2 separate regions of the Mus musculus genome follow, and region 2 is linked to region 1. The links are chromatin contacts, called in public Micro-C maps. All regions are on one chromosome and are shown on one strand. The core of a region is the stretch at or near the end of the contact, and the rest is flanking DNA. Distances in the headings are between cores, read along the strand shown.

The links. Hi-C and Micro-C count contacts between places; a contact is called where the count stands out from the background.
Region 2: a Micro-C map of palatal mesenchyme shows a contact between it and region 1, with 2.6 times the contacts expected there. The contact joins two enhancer-like sites. A contact is called at or near these places in 1 of 39 promoter capture datasets (hippocampal neurons), 2 of 15 datasets of contacts at CTCF or cohesin (the NIH/3T3 cell line and embryonic stem cells), 65 of 484 Hi-C or Micro-C datasets (3T3-L1-derived adipocytes, B cells, the Ba/F3 cell line and 46 more), 4 of 115 datasets of contacts at active chromatin or transcription factors (the HPC-7 cell line, astrocytes, bone marrow-derived dendritic cells and 1 more) and 3 of 9 other capture datasets (adipose tissue, liver and pancreatic islet).

What each region holds. Positions count from the first base shown.
Region 1 is chr2:156,514,445-156,517,495 of GRCm38.p6, reverse strand. All of the region lies in intron 15 of Epb41l1 (erythrocyte membrane protein band 4.1 like 1), which reads right to left. Among named protein-coding and RNA genes, the nearest start is that of Gm33977, 17 kb to the right of the region's middle. Within about 2 kb of position 1,530, at least 14 of the 459 cell types and tissues checked have an H3K27ac peak or open chromatin away from gene starts, as enhancers often do. A contact at or near this core is called in palatal mesenchyme, where this site is marked.
Region 2 is chr2:156,296,201-156,299,248 of GRCm38.p6, reverse strand. Phf20 (PHD finger protein 20) reads right to left here. Exons shown (of 18, transcript NM_172674.2): 14 at 2,501-2,600; 15 at 533-728. Among named protein-coding and RNA genes, the nearest start is that of Cnbd2, 15 kb to the left of the region's middle. Within about 2 kb of position 1,403, at least 43 of the 459 cell types and tissues checked have an H3K27ac peak or open chromatin away from gene starts, as enhancers often do. A contact at or near this core is called in palatal mesenchyme, where this site is marked.

The sequences.
Region 1 (3,051 bases), core at 281-2,780:
GGAAGGAGCCATTCTGAGGGAAAAGACAGATAACAACAGCAAGGCAATCCTGTGCCTTCTGGCCAGAACCCCATTCTCACTAACACTTGAGGGAGTTTAGAATACCATCATTAGACTCTGACTTCAAGCCTGCCGGAGGTGTCATGGCTCAGGCTATGATTCGAACTTATAGTGGGGGTCACAGTCATATTTTTTAAAAGTTGTCTTTGAGAAGCTGAGGAGATGCCATAATTAGTAAAATCCTCAGACAGGCAGGAGGATTTGGGTTCAGATCCCCAGAACCTATGAAAAAAAGCCAGGTGTGGTCCCAGCTCTGGGGAGGAGGTGCCAGGCAGATGCCCGGAGCTCACTGGCCAGCCAGCCTAGTTGAATCAGTGAGCTCCGAGTTCCATGAGAGGCTTATCTCAAAAAATAAAGTAGAGGAGCTGGTGAGATGGCTCAATGGGTGACAGTGCTGTTGCCAAGCCTGAAAGCCAAAGTTCAATCCCCAGGGCCCCAGGGACGAAGGAGAGACTCTGCAAAGTTGTCCTCTGACCGCCATACATACCCCACACAGACACATGCATGCACACATACACACACACACATACATACATACATACACATACACACACAAACATACATACATACCCCACACAGACACATGCACTGCATGCATACACACACACACATACACACATACACACACTGTAGATAAACACATACATATACATACACACACAAACATACATACATACACACACTGTAGATAAACACATACATATACATACACACACAAACATACATACATACACACACTGTAGATAAACACACACATAAATAAAGATGATTTTAAAAATGGTAGAGAGTGACTAAGGAAGATGCCCCCCCCACAGAGGTGTGCCTAGTAATGCACACACACACACCACTACCCCCCTACACACACAGAGGTGTGCACAGTGCTACACACATCCACACCACCACCACCACCCCTTAATTGGCTTTCAAACTACCTGGGTTTGACCAATGGGAACAGTTCAAGTTCCTGCTGCTTTTCCCCTTGGCTTGGGTGGGACCCAGCAAGCTTAGAGATGTCTCTGGGAGTTCTGGTGGCATGTCCTTGCAGGGTCCTCTAGAGAGCCATATTGGGCCAGGGATCCAGTCACCTTCAGCAGTGTCCCATAACTGTCAACACTTCTTAGGGGACACTGAACTCCCACCTTCATTGTTCAGTTAGCCTTGCCAATGACCTCCCAATGGGATGACACTCTGGTCCCCTTTAAGATCACCTATGCAACGAGACTCACAGAGGTAACATCACCTACCGGAGGACAGAGTGAAGTTCTTGTCTATGACTCCTCCCTATTTTGCAAATCCTCAAGAACCCATAAATGCCAAGGCCCTAAAAGCCAGCTCTAAATGGTCCATAACTCCAAGGTGGGCTCCTGTACTCCTCATGAGTACCGACTACAGTTTTCAGGGCTAAGGAGGTGGTGGCTGGAACCGGTCCCTCTGTCAGCAGTTCCAGTTGTCACCAGCAGGTGGGGCACACCCCTTAACTCTGGTCCTAGCTCACCAACATTCATTCTGCCCATTCTTTCTCTGCGGGCATCTCACCCTTTGGGTAGCTTCTCCATCACACTTCAGTTGCATCCAGGCCAAGACCTAGCCCGTCTCAGGAATGTTAGAAGTCACCCTGTCCAAGTCTTTCCCGAGGGAATGAGCGGTCTAGAGGAGAGTGCTGTGCACCAGTCTGAGTCTTGGTTGTGCTGGGACCTCAGAAGCCCTCAGAAAAGGGGCTGGTCTAATCTACAGCCTGGGGACCATGTGCATCCTGGGTAACTACAAATGTCAATCAAGACATGCATATTTGACAACACGGTGTCATAATGTTTAAGTCTGTCACCTCTGCTAGTAGGTGCAGAAACTTGCCTCCTTTCTAGAGTATCAGGCTTCAAGGCCCCCAAAGCAACCCTGACTGTGTGATATTGATATTGGCAGCTATGGAATCCCAGCTGGGTTAGTTTTATGCCTCACAAGAAAGCTCTCTGTTATCTGGTGAGCTCAGACCATGGCGGGTACCAGTTCAATCAAACGCTCTATGAACTAAATCATGACTGCATCACCAATTTTCAAAGCACTGGAGAGAAAGCAGGTACACAGCTGGCTCTTCGCCCGCTCTGCACACGATCTGGCCTTGCCTCAAGCCAGCTGTGAATTAAAGACAAGCAAGCACAATGACTCATGGAACACAGCAAACGCATCTTTCGTGCCGAGTTGGTCTTTGTCTCTCTGGATCTCAGTAAAAGGCAGTCTTTAAACAGAGGGTTCCCAGCGTCCTTCCAGCTTTGATTTGGAGTTCTGCAAGGCACAGTCCTGGGACTCCATAAGGAAGACCAAGTTTTCCATATCAGGCAACACAGTGGCCATGCGGTCCCTCTCCGGGCATTATTTCATCTGACCTTTGTAAACATCCTTATTCACCTAACAGGGCCTTGGAGAGATTAAGTAACAAGCTCAGAGCCCTCAGCCCTCAGGTAATGGAACCAGGAGCTTAAGTCTAGAACACGATCAATCTGGTGAGCGGTGAGCGGCAGCTTGAGCGAGAAGACGAATACATTGAAATGGGTAAATCCTGCCAGGATTCCACAAGTGCCGATACAATAACTTGGGGTATAGATATGGGATTTCCCCAAAGCCTGTCTTCATCTTTCTCAATTAAGAAAATAGCCCCCTGATTTCCACCCTGGAGGCAGGACACACAGGGTCCTGAGACAGTCTCAGGAGCGTTGGGTTTGTGCAGTGGACTTACCACCTTGGTGAGACTTGAGGATCCTCCCAAGAGGGACCGTGTTCTCCCTGCACTCTCACATAAGCCCCCAAGGGTCTGGCTCCTGGGTAGAGCTTCCAGGATTCTTAAAGTTGAATTTGCAAGAGACTTGCCTGGGGCACTTGTTTAAAAGGCTGGTTCCCTGGAACTCTGATTCAGTGGGTCCCACAGGGGGTCTCGGAGTTTCTAGCAAGCACCCTTTCCCCAGTTTCCTTTGCTTGACTGAAGGGGAACACAAACAA
Region 2 (3,048 bases), core at 154-2,653, 220 kb after region 1:
GGAAGGCTAAGACATGGTGGAAGGACAGAACCACCTCCTGCAAACTGTCCTCTGACCTCTGACCATGTGCCATTTGGTACACACACACACACACACACACACACACACACACACACACACACACACACACACACACACACACACATTCCTGTACGGGCAAACAAGAGAAACCAAATGCACACATCATGTCCTGGTTTACAGTGTTAGTTGCCTGAATATATGCACTTATCAAATTCAATGAGGTCTTAAAATAAGTGAACTTAATTACATGCAAAGTATTCCTCAATAAGTCAACTGCTTTACAAAGAAACGTTTATTACATAACTGACTTTTGGGGGAGTGGGGTGGGGGAGCGTACTGGTAATCAAACTCAGTGCCACACATGCTAGGCAAACACTCAACCCGAAGCCACATGCTCAGCATAGTAACAGATTTTGTGGTACAGGTCTTTGTGGCTTTCCCTTTTTCCCCAAACCTGACTGAACTGAGAGCCTGAGTAAGCTCCTGCCCAGAGCTGCAGGCACACACTTACTGCAGAATGCTCATCTTGAGCTGCAGGCCGTGCAGCACTTGGATCACTCTCTGCACGTCCCCGAGCAGCTGGTGGGTGGCCACGATCTTCCTGGCATTCTGGTGGGAGTAGTTCTGATCCAGAAATGCCAGACCATGCATGTGTCCCCGGCTCAGCCACTCCTTGTCATACCAGTACTTGAAGCCAGGCCTCTGACCTAAAGAGACGACATTGCAACAGTCAAACATGCCTGAGGAACCCAGGCTGTCCTGTCCCCTCCGCGGTCCTGTGCTTTGATGGCTGTGCTCATTCTGTTCACGTTTCCTTGGCCTCTACTCGGTGCTGGAGACAAAGCTGAAATAAGGCCTGGGCCCTCCTACCCGCAGCAGGGGCTAGAGCACGGATTCCAATTCTGATCAGTAGTCTTCCTCCTTTCAACTATCTCCCTCCCTTCCCATCTTTTCTGCCCCCTCCCCTTCTTTCTCTAGACAAGGCCTCACATGGCTCAGACAACCCTTAAACTAACCATGTAGCTTAAACTGGCTTTGAACCTGTTCCTCCTGCTTCTGTTTGGAGAGTTCTGGGATACAAATGTTCACTACCATGGCCGGCTGAATTACCTCTTCAGATTGAAGTCATTTCCTTCCCCCCTCCACTCACTCTCCCACAGCTTCTGACTGCTCACAGAAGGAAACCCCAAATCCCTATCGATCGATTAAGGCTGACAGCATCCTTCTCTTTCCTCTTCTCCTCACTCCACCCTTATCATGGTTTGTCTGAGTTTTAGAAACACACACACACAAATCTCTTCCTTGGCCTGACCTCTTTCCTCCAGAGCTCTGACAAGGCATCCCCTGGGCCTCTCCAGGACAGATGTTCCCCATCTCCTCAGGCAGGCCTTTGGCCACCAGCCAGCATCAGAGAGCCTCTGGCTCCCCCTCTCTGCTTTCCCTCCTAGCTTCACTTGTACACCTGTCTTGGGTTTATTTAACTTGTTTCAACTTCTGTTCTTTGTCCCCAGTCTCATTAAAAGACAGAAAAGGATCCGTCATATTGATGGCTGCAGTTCCAGAGCCTGGAATGTGTCTCAAATGGACTGAGTATGAACAGAAGACTCCAGATCCTAACTAGACAAGTGACAGGCCCCAGACCTTAACTAGACAGGTGACAGCCCTCCCTTCTCTGGACCCATCTCTGCTTCCCATCGTAACAGATGACCTGGATGGCTCTTGGGTCCGGCTCATCACAAGTCTCTTTAGAAAGGACAGAAAACTAAGCTCAGGGACTAGGCAGCACGTCCTGTTCCAAAAACTCAGGAGACAGCACCTTCCAACCTGACTCATTCACTCTTCAGTCACTAAGAAACCTTGAAACAGGCTGGGCATGGTGGAAGGGACAGTCAAGAGCCACTACCCATTAACCAATGACCCCCACTAAGGAGCCGAGCAAGACTCCGCTTAAGAGTGCTCCAGAGCAGGCAAGGCTCATCCCTTCCAGGGGCAGTGACACAATGGGGGCTGGGATGTTTGTGTGTGTGTGTGTGTGCAAATGTGCCCTCCGACATCCCTGAAATGGCACCAACAGAGAGAGCCACACGCCCATCCTCAGAGCTCTCAAGGAAGAAAGTGTCTGCCAAAACTGGAACAAAAGATCAGCCAGGCCCTGAGCAAGACCAACAGAATAATTCATGGAGCATTCCACACTGGATAGTTTTATCAGACCTACGGAACTCTGTGCTTCTTGTCAACAATGTCATGTGTGTTTCCCACTACATTTCAGATCAGACCTTCTGCTAGGTAAGCATCTTCAGACACATCCCTTACTGCTACGTTCAGAAGGACTGGCCACCAGGAGGGCTTGCAACAAAGGTGATCAGAGTCACCTAGCCATCAGCAAAGATTCATCAAGAGCACAGACATGGTGTCTTGAAAGTTGCTGTCTAAGGAAGCGATTACACGCTGCTCACATCCCAACTCCAGCAGTCTCTACCTGGAGGGTCTTGGCAAACATAGCAGGTGTATTTCTCAGGCACGTTTTCTTCCAGTAAGCCCATGCAGACCCCGTGCTGCCAGCACTGGCACTCTTCACACTGTGAAAATTAAAGAAGCAACACAAGTCAGAACACAGGAGGCACCTGAAGCAGGGCCACAGGGCTGAGAGGAGATGGGGAGTGCTCCCTTCTGACCTCCACCAACAAAGCTGTAGCCACACAATGACCTAGCTAGGTCACCACTGACCCCATGGAGGTCACACACAGTAAACAAATTAAGGTAAAGAGTCCTTAGTTCTTTAGTGCCAAGAGCCATTTCAGAAGTGCCCATGTGAGGCGATCACCTCTGTACAGACTACAGCACACACAGAGAATTTACTGTAAGGTGTGGCAGAATATGCCTGGAATCCCAGCACGTGAAAGGTAGAGACTTGAAGATAAGCTTAGCCAGACACAGTTACACTGTGAGACCAAAGCCAGCCTGGGATACTTTAGAACCTGTCTCACAAACAAAACACAAAGCAAAAATATAGATCAATTGAATACT